Linked DNA regions of Sus scrofa: region 2 is linked to region 1. A link is a contact called in public promoter capture Hi-C data. All regions are on one chromosome and are shown on one strand. The core of a region is the stretch at or near the end of the contact, and the rest is flanking DNA. Distances in the headings are between cores, read along the strand shown. Region 1 holds the start of TAF4 (transcription initiation factor TFIID subunit 4). Region 2 holds the start of MRGBP (MRG/MORF4L-binding protein).

What was found. Promoter capture Hi-C pulls out the DNA fragments that hold promoters and counts their contacts.
Region 2: a contact with region 1 is called in a promoter capture Hi-C map of liver, with 5 times the contacts expected there. The contact joins the promoter of MRGBP here to the promoter of TAF4 in region 1. A contact is called at or near these places in 1 of 5 promoter capture datasets (liver) and 1 of 2 datasets of contacts at active chromatin or transcription factors (alveolar macrophages).

Annotation. Positions count from the first base shown.
Region 1 is chr17:61,527,575-61,532,616 of Sscrofa11.1, reverse strand. TAF4 (transcription initiation factor TFIID subunit 4) reads left to right here and starts at 2,654. Exons shown (of 17, transcript XM_003360050.4): 1 at 2,654-3,017; 2 at 3,020-3,424; 3 at 3,427-4,003. The coding sequence starts at 2,727.
Region 2 is chr17:62,055,562-62,060,389 of Sscrofa11.1, reverse strand. MRGBP (MRG/MORF4L-binding protein) reads right to left here and starts at 1,989. Exons shown (of 5, transcript XM_021078245.1): 1 at 1,777-1,989; 2 at 1,215-1,336. The coding sequence starts at 1,924.

The DNA.
Region 1 (5,042 bases), core at 1,405-3,904:
AGCCGCAGTCGAGACCTAAGCCGAGGTTGTGGGCAACGCCGGATCCTCAACCCACGGAGCCCGGCCGGGAAGTGGAAACTGCGTCCCAGCGCGCTCCCCAGACACCGCGGATCCACGTTGCATCACGGCAGGAACACAGCAGGTTATGTTTATGGGAGCGTCTGATGCCGTCTCTATTCTATTGAAAACATACCCTGCTTAATAAGCCTAAACGTCCCTCACAGCTCCCGGTGCTGCACATTCGCACGGCTGCAGGTGGCGAGGCGGCCCTGTCCGGGGTTCTGCGCTCTGCGCGCGGTACGGCAAACATTTTTCTGTGTTAAAACCCGGGGCTTATATTTACGCTCATTTCGAGTCCCTGTTTTCTTTTCATGCTGGGTGGGATTTTTGTTTCAAGCGGCAAAAGTCGCAGCTGCTTGTGGAAAGAAGTAAAACCACTCGGAGACGTTCAAAGAAAATGCTCCACGTCCCCAGGGAACCCAAGGTTAACAGTTTGGCAGCACGTCCCCGCCCCCCACCAGGAGGAGGGGAGGAGCCACGTGGCTTCCGCCCCCGCCCCCCCCCCCCCAGGGCGAGCCTTGCTGCGGCCACCCGCGGGGAGCCGTCTCAGCTGTCTGCAGCTCCCACCTTCCTGAGGGGGGGTAGGGGGGCACCGAAGCCCTGGAAGGGGCGCTGGGGACCGGCGGCGCACCGTCGCCTCACCTCCTACACTTCCTGCTGGCCTGGAGGGTGCCCCGGAGGCCTCTGGGGGTGATGTCACAGCCGCGCGGGGTGGCGCACGCTGAGCCCCGCCCGCGGAGGCCGGTGGCGGGGGACGCACTCACGGGGCGAGGCGGGCGGGCGGGGGGGCCCTGGCAGGCCTCCGGAGAAGGCCGTGGGGAAACAGGCGTGGCCGGAGATGGCACCACCAGCCCCCTTGGCTGAAAAGCTCAGTGGCTGGAGGGGCGGACGTGAGGGGCCACCTCGTCCGCAGTCTCACGGCCCTGCCGTCTCGGGCATGCAGTCATCTGCCTGGCGCTACCCCCGATCCCATCTGAGCGCGTAGACGGTTCCCCACTACGCAGGTCGCGCCTGGGGCTGAAGTCAGCCTGCTGACGCTTTTGCTCGGTCTACCTTAACCTTTTTTAAGGGGTTGTCAACACTGGACGATTGCATGATTCAGGAGATTTTGCACATTTCTGCTCTGGTTGGAAAACCAGGCTGTCCGCCCACGCTGGGCTCAAGGCGCAGTGGGGCCGCGAGGTCCCCACCCCAGGTCTGTTCCACTCCTTTCCTTTCCCGTCTTTGGGTACCCAAGCTGGGGTGCAATATCCCGACTTTCCCTCTGCAGGGATTCCCCCTGCTGCGTCCCCCGGGGAAGCCCCTCTCCAGGCTCCACGCCCCACGCTCATTGTCTAGAACCCGCCCCGCGAGCTGGGCCTGCGGGGGCCGGCGGGCTCCTTTGTTCAGGCGGCCAGAAAAGAACCCTTCTGTGTCAACAGCGTCCCTCATTGTGCGGAGGTCTGGGCGACCGCGGCGCGGCCTCGCCCGCAGGAGCCGGAGATGGGAGGCCTTTCTGGGTTTCCCCAAAAAAGCGGAGCAAAAGAAACCACTAGGGATGTCCCAGAATACCATCTTCCGGTGAAAACAAAACACAAAAAACACAGGAGAGAACTTTACCTGAACTCATTTTATAGAGAAGGTGCTCGCACGGTTCTTTTCGACAACTTACTTTGTCAAAAGGACAGAGCGGAAAACAAGGACCCGAGGAGCAGCTCCAGGCGGACGGCTCCCTACAGGAGCTGCGGGTCCTAGCCGGCGCCGCCGTCTCACCCAGTAATTTAGGGCACTCGCGTCCCGGGCCGCGCCGCCGGATGAAGTGAGTCACCCTGGCGCGGCTCCGGCGGCCTTGGGCGCCGCCCCCCGCCCCGCCCCGCCGCCCGAGCAGCGGCCTCACCGCGCGAGACGCCGGGCCTCGGGCAGACCTGGGCGCCAGCCGAGGACGGGCCCGCGCCCGGCCCGCAGCAGTGGCGCCGGCGCTCAGGTCGCCCGGCGGCCCCGGGCCCCGGACCTCGCCCGTGCCCTCCCGAGGCGCCCTGCCCCTGCGAGTCACGGCGGCTGCGCTAAGGGGCACCGGGGTCCGGGGAACACGGCGTCCCCGTTCCCTCGCCTGCCTGGAGCTCCCATCAGCTCCGACCGCAGCCATTTTGGAGCGAGCGGAGACAAAGAGCGAGTCATCGCGGCCGCCGCCCCACCAGGCCCCGGCCGCGGTCCCCGCCCGTTTCATCCTCCCGGCTGTCGGCATGCGGCCCGCCTGGCGGCGGAGACCCCCACAGCCCTACCGGCCCACCGGCGCCGGAGCCCGCCGCCCACTCGCCCTCCGCACCCCAACCGCCCGCCCCGCGCCCCGTCCTCTGCCGCTCGCAGCCATTGGCCGCGCCTTTTAAGCAGGCGCCGCGGCCAATCGCCGGGCGCCGAGCGGCCGGGCGGGGGGGCGCCGCGGCCAATGGCGAGGCGCCGGGCGGCGGGCGGGGGCGGGCGCGCCGCCGCGCCTGCGCAGCGCGCCGCCGCCGCCCTCCCCCCGCCAGGACGCCCGCGCCCCCCGCCCGACCGCCGCCCCCGCCCCGCCCGGCGCGCGCCGCCCCCCGCCCGCCCCCGCGGCCGCCCGCCCGCCCGCCTGCCCGCGCGGAGCCTCCTCCCCGCCCAGCGCCGGCCGAGCGGCGGCGGCGGCGGGCCGAGGAGGAAAGATGGCGGCGGGCTCGGATCTGCTGGACGAGGTCTTCTTCAACAGCGAGGTGGACGAGAAAGTGGTGAGCGACCTGGTGGGCTCGCTCGAGTCGCAGCTGGCGGCCAGCGCGGCCCACCACCACCACCTCGCGCCCCGCGCGCCCGAGGCGCGGGCCGCGGCCGCCGGCGCGCTCGGGAACCATGTCGGAGCCGGAGCCGTGCCGGCCGAGGGCGCGCCCGCAGCGGCGCCGGAGCCGCCCCCCGCAGGTAGAGCGCGGCGCGGCCTGAGCGCGGGCGGCCGCCGGCCGGGCCTGTGTCCTCACCGCGCTGCCCGCTTGTTCCCGCAGGGCCCGCCGCGAAGCTGAACACGCTCGAGGCCGGCGCGGGCGCCGCGGCCGGGGCCGGGGCCGGGCCGGGCGCCGCGGCCGGGGCCTGCGCGCCGGGGGCCGCGGCCGCGCCCGAGCCCGCCGCCAAGCCCGCCGCCCGCAACGGCCCGCCCGGCGGCCCCGGCGCCGCGCAAACTTTGAATGGGAGCGCCGCGCTGGGGAACTCGCTCCGCGCCGCCGCCGCACCTGCTGTCAGCCTGCTCCACAACGGGCCCGCGCCCGCGCCGCCGCCGCCGCCCAAGCCAGCCGCCGCCACTGTCATCCAGACGCCGCCCTTCCTCGGCGCCCCCGCCGCGCCCGCGCCCCGCGCCCCCTCGCCCCCCGCGCCCGCCGTGCCCCCCGCGCCCCCGCGCCCGCCGCCGCCCCGCCGCCGCCGCCGCCCGCCGCCGCCAGCCTGGCCCGGCCGCCCGGCCCCCCGGCCGGACCCCCGGCGGCCGCTCAGAACGGGGGCAGCGCCGCGCCCGCCCCGGCCCCCGCGCCCGCGCCCGCCTCGGCCCCCGCGCCCGCGCCCGCCCCGGCGCCCGCCGCCAACAGTCAGCCCGGCCCCGCCGCCGCGCCCGCGCAGGTGGCCAAGGCCGACTCGCCCAAGACCGCGCTGCAGCCGGCGCCCCCGCCGCCGCAGACCCTGGCGGCCAGCTGCCCGGCCGGCGCGGGGGCCGGCATGATCCTCGGGCCAACTATGCAAGGGGCGCTGCCCGCCGCCGCCGCCGCGGGCCTCCCGCCGCCGGCCCCCGGCACTCCCACCGGGCTGCCCAAGGGCTCGGCCAGCGCGGTGACCCAGAGCCTGCCCAGGACGCCCTCGGTCACCACCGGCGGGATCCGGGCCACGCTGACGCCCACGGTCCTAGCCCCACGCCTGCCGCAGCCGCCGCAGAACCCGACCAACGTCCAGAACTTCCAGCTGCCCCCAGGTGAGTGGCTGCGTTGCCTGCCGGCGGGTGTGTGCCGCCCCAGCTGGGAGTCCAGGAAGTTGCAGGGCTGGCGGGACGCGGGGGGGCACGGGTCTCGCAGTGGCCTGCCGCGAGCGGAGGCACACCTCTGTCCAGGCTCAGGACAGTCCCGGGGTGAGAGAGAGAGTGCGAGCGTGCATGCGATGGGACCTGGGGCAGGGCTGCCAAGCTTCTCTGCCAGGCTCTCGGCCTGGCCAGTGGGACTTTTCCCGGCTTCCCGGCCCCTGTGTGCCGCTGCCCAGTCCCCACAGTGGGGAGCAGTGGCAGCCGGTGCTGCGGGGACAACTCGCTGGGGTCTCACCGGGCCCCTGGCTTTCCCACGCTGGGCCTTTGCCTCTCCTGGTTCCTGGGGTCAGGCATTTGGTCTGTGTCCTTGCTCTACCTTCCTGTGTTTTATCATTCTGGGCTGTGATTGGTTCCCCTGATGATGAGCTAGGGACCCCCCTTTCCTGGCGAGCTCAGCGCAGAGATGCCCCCTCCACGAGGCTGGGCAGGTCTGCCTGGAAAGCTCTGGCTTCCCTTTGGACGCCAGGATGGCAGGGTTCCCAGGGGAGCCTGGAGGAGTCCTGGGGCTCACGCCCTTCCTGGTCGGAGCCCTTGCCTCACGTCTGCTCTGCAGCCGTGCTTCAGCACTTCCCGTAGCCACAGTGTCACTTTTCACAGTGTCCTCCTCCACCGTGTCATCGGGTCACCCCGGTCCTCATCACCTTGGAGTCAGGGTGGGGGGGGCACGTGCCCTGTGATCAGTGGGGCGCGGGGGTGCAGCCGGTGCAGGCGGACAAGGAGCGTCTTCCATCCCACGCTCCATCTCCTGTCCCCTCGGTGTCCCCTTGGGGCTCTTCAGGTTCACTCGCGAAAGGTCCCCGCCGGCCCTCTGCGTCACGCCGCTCTGTGTCGGGATTCCCGGCTCCGTGTTTTCCCTTCCATCCCCGGCTCGCCTGCGTGGACTCTGGAGCGCTCCTCCCCGCGTGTAGTAACATGTGCTGGTGTAGCGGCCGCT
Region 2 (4,828 bases), core at 740-3,239, 530 kb before region 1:
AGCCATGCTAGGGTGCGAGGAAAAGAGAGAAGGGCCACTGTCCCGGGCTGAAAGCCCTGGGTGCCCCCGCTGCAGTTCCCTGAGTGTCACGTGGGCCCTGTGCTGGGGTCACAGCCATGGGATCCTCTGGGCCAGCAGCGTGCCTAAGAACCATCTGCCTCCCCCAGGTCGGGGACCCTGCCACTCTGATCTCTGGGTCCAGCCAGCAGTCAGGGCTCAGGACGTGCCTGGGGGCCAGGTGACCTCACAGTGTGACAGGTATGCGAGCCCAGTCAAGCTGTGGAACCCGGGAACTCACGGAGGGCAAGGCCCTGACCAGCAGGCATGGCCCTTTGGGTGGGCCTGGTGTAGTTTAGCGGCCAGTTCTCGAGTTTCTAGAATGCCTACTGCAGGCCAGGCGCTGGTCCCAGGACACAGTGGTCACCTTTCTCTCCTCCCTACACCAGGACGAGATGTGAGTGCCACGCCCAAGGCCAAAGGGAGGGAATGGCAGTGAGGTTTCTGGACCCAGACGGCTGGGGGTCTGCTGCCCCCTTTGCCCACACGCACCAATTCTCGCCTGGGGGCGTGAGGGGAGATGGAGCCTTCCCTAACCCAGCACAGGCTCCCACCTCACCGGGCACCTGCCACCCGGCTCCCACCCACTCTCCAGACACCCTGGCCTCCTCTGCGTCCTCTGATGCACCAACGCCTGCTGCCACAGAGCCTTGACACCTGCCGCTCCTCTGCTGGGAACGCCACTGGTCTCTTTGGCCACCCTGTTCCCCTAGTTCATCTGCCCCGCTAACGACATGGCTCAGGGGGGGTTCCGTGAGGCCCGGGTCCCTGCCTGCCTGGTTCTACCAGCAGTCACCAGTGTCACCTTAACCTGACTCAGACCCTGCCACCTCCCTGCCTACAGCACTCTGGGACTTTCTGTAAGACTGACAATGGCCTCAGAGCCCCTCCCACAGGCCTCAGCTCCTCAGTCGTCTCCTGGCCAGGTCCTAACTGACCCCTCAATTGCAAGTAGGTGCCATGTGATAACCAGCTACCGTCACTAGGTTTGTGTTTTCTGTAAAACTGCTCGGAGCTACCTTGTTGAACAACTGGTCCCCTGCGGGGCAGCCCAGACGTCAAGTTCCCTGAGGACAGGGCCTGGTGTAGACGCAGGGAGGCGCACGGAGGGGGCTCTCGGCCACCACCTGTCTGGGGGAGGGTGGGGGCCAGCTCACCAGTGCCTGCATGTCGTACATGGTGCTCAGGTGGTCCCAGATGACCTTGGAGGGCACTTGCCGGCCGATGTTCTGGCTGAACTTGTCCCGGATACAGATCATGTGGAAGTGCCGGTTCACACCTGCAGGGGGAAAGGGTCAGCCCGTGGGGGCAGACAGGTAGTTTGGAGAACAGACGTGGGGGTCAAGGGGAAGAGAGGGGAGAAGGCGCAGGGGGAGACGGGGGCAGTGCTTGGAGGGCGCGGGGGTAGAATGGGGTTGGTGGCAGGTACAAGGGGGGAGAGGAAGAGGTAGGGGTCAGTGGGGGAGGAGCAAAGGGGGCAGGGGTGCAGGTGAAGGCAGGGGTCGGCCGGCGTGGGGGGGTGGGGGCGGGAGGGGGCAAAGTCGAGCGGGGGAGGGGACTGCAAGGAGCAGGCCGGGGAGGGGCGAGCAGGTGGGGGCAGGGTGTGCAGGGGTGCAGGCGCAGGAGGCCCCGCCCCGCCCGCCCCGCGCGCGCCCCCGGCCGTTGCCGGCCGCCCCGCCCCCACGCGGGTGCGCGGCCTCGGCGCGGCGCTCCGCTCACCGACGGGCTTGTGGCCCAGCATGGCGTGGAAGAGGCACACCTCCACCTCGGGGCTCCACACGACCGTCTCCTCGGCCGGGCTGGTGGCTGCCTCCCCGGGCCCCTTGTCGCCCGCCGCGCCACCGCCGCCCACCTCGGCCTCCCCCATGGCCCGGCCGCCCAGCGACGAGCCCCCGGCGGGAGCGGGCGCGGCCACGGGCTCCGCGCAGGCGCACTCGCGGGGCGGGCGCGCGCTCGGCGGGCTCGCTCTGGGGTTCGCGCGCGGAGTCGGCGCAGGCGCAGCTGAGGGCGGGGTCGCGGCGCCCCCTGGCGGCCAGGTCTCTCAGCGCAGCGCCGTCGGAGCCTGAGGAGGATGAGAGGGACTGAGGATGTAAACGCCCTAAATTAAGTTGTGGCGATGGCTGCACAGCTCTGGGTAAACCCCGCAGAACTGTGCGCTTTAAATGGAGGAATTGCAAGTTACACCTCAGTAAAGCTGCTAGGAAGAAAAAGAACAGGCAACTGACAATGCCCGCGAGTGTGGCTCCAAGGGCTTCAAAAGCCCCTGGCTGACCTCTGGCCTGAGTGTGGAACAGAGCGGCCCCCGCGCGCCGGGGCAGAGGCGTCTGGGCCCCGCGCCTTGACCGCGGGCCTCAGCCTAAAGGGCAGGAGGGCCCAGGCCGGAGGGGGCGGGGTTAACCCCCACGGAGGGGCGGGGCCTGGGCGGAGTCTGGCCTGGCAGTCCTGTGACGAACTCAAAGAAGCACCCAATGGAGGCCGCCGGCTCCGCCCCGGCCCGGCCCGGCCCCGCCCTCGCGGCTCCCCCCGCCCCTCTCCGCTAGGCCACGCCCACCGCGGTGCCAGGGCTCTTGCCCAACGCGCGAGCGCTCTTCACCTCCCGGGTGTAGACTCCCGCGTCGGGCTTCCGGGTCCTCTTCCGGCTCCGCGACCTGCTAGTTCTGTGAGCGCTGCAAGGTGCTGGACCTCTTCAGGCCTAAGCTTCCTCCTCCGTGCAGTGGGGTTACTGATGGGGCTTGGTTTCTGGGTGCCCCAGCACAGGCTCGGGCGTCTTAGCAGACATTTGGAGCCACAGCGGTGAGCGCTGCCCCTTGGCCGTGTGGGCTCTGGCCAGCCAGTCACCTCCCGGTGGACTCAGAGCCTGAGTCCCGGCTTCCCATGCTGGTGCCCACAAGGTGGGAAGACGCGGTCAGCAGAGCCGGCCGTCCTGTGAGCCATGTTATGGCTGGACGTTGTGATTCCATTATTATTATTATTTGCTTTTTTTTAGGGCTGCACCTGCGGCGTATGGAAGTTCCCAGGCTAGGGGTCGAATCAGAGCTGTAGCTGCCAGCCTACACCACAGCGGGTGTGAGCTGCATCTGCAACCTAGATACCACAGCTCATGGCAACGCCGGATCCTTAACCCACTGAGTGAGGCCAGGGATCAAACCCGCATCCTCATGGATCCTAGTTGGGTTCATTAACCGCTGAGCCACAAAGGGAACTCCCTAAGTTGGGATTCTTGCCAGGTGTGTCTCCTCCCCTCCCTCTGACCTGCCAGCTGGGCTCACCTCAGGGTTGCTGCCTGTGGGGAGGAAGCCCCAAGCCACTTACACACACGAGGTGTAACAGATGGAGGCCTTTCCCTTTAATCTCCTTACAGTTCCCGGTGTGTGTGTGTGTGTGGGGGGGGAAATAATCAATAAGCAATAATTAGAGTAGAAAAAAGTTTTATTTGAGCCAAACGGAGGACTACAGCCCAGAAGACAGCTTTCCAGATTCCTCTGAGGGACTGTCCCAGAGACCATGGGTTTCAGCACAGTTTTGCATCTTGTCAGAACAAAGAACATGAACTAACTCTGGGATAAATTTCTACAAGTCCCCAAAGTAAACAAACAAACACCAAACAGACCGTGACGTACCCCAGGGCCTTGGCGCCTGGGAAGGGGCTTATCATCGAAGGAGGAGGGCATTGGTATCCCCGGAAGGGGCGCTTAATTTGTGTCTTTAGCATGGACATTCTTTTTTTGCTTTTTAGGGCTGCACTGTGGCTTATGGAGGTTCCCAGCCTAGGGGTAGAGTTGGAGCTGCAGCTGCCAGCCTACACCACAGCCACAGCCACGTCTGTGACCTACACCACAGCTCACGGCAACGCTGGATCCTTCCCCCACAGAGCAAGGCCAGGGACCGAAACCGAATGCTCATGGGTACTAGTCGGGCTCAGTACCACTGAGCCACAGTAGGAACTCCTTTTTTTTTATTTTTTGGCTGCCCTGTGGCGTATGGAGCTCCAGGGCCAGCGATCCGATCTGAGCTGCAGCCTCGAACTAAGCTGCAGCAAAGCCAGATCTACTGCTCTGGGCTAGGGATCGAACCCACGTCCCAGTGCTCACAAGCTGCTGCTGATCCCGTTGCACCACGGCGGGAGCTCCGGCACGGACATTTTGTTCTTCTGGTCAATGTGCCCTTTTACTTAATAATTAAAGCAGATGCATAATGTATGTTTGATAGGCCACAACAGGCTGCTCTCGTTAGCACGAAATTCAAGTTAACTCTCATTAAGCTCGGATAAGCTCCCCAGACCTCAGCGGGTGACATTTCTTTTATCCCTGGTCACCCTGTGGTCCCTGCTCCTCCACCGGTTTTGCCCTGCTCATCTCCTGCCCCATCCCTGCCTTCTTCAATCCGGAGAGCCTCCTCCCCCGGGCAGCCCCCCACCCCGGCCAGTGGACCGCTCTGGCCCCTGTTAGTGTCTCTCTCACAGTCTCTCCCTCCTGCCTGGGGTGCCTGTGCCCACTTAGCCCCCGCTGCTCTGGAGGCTCTGGAGGCCAGGCTGCCTCCGTCCTTTCTGGGGGCAGCTGTCCCTGCAGCGTGTTCAGTCCACAGACACCTGGCTCCTTCGGTGGCCGGCAGATCCCGGCATGTGTGGCGGGTGTTCAGACTCGGTGCAGCAAGACAGGAAAGAGAAAAATGGGCTTCTCCACGTCTTTCTTACCTGGAGGCTCCCAGGAACTGCCCGTTGGTCTGCTGCATCAGGCACGCGTGGCCCCCCCGCCACCTGGGGGTTCCCTGC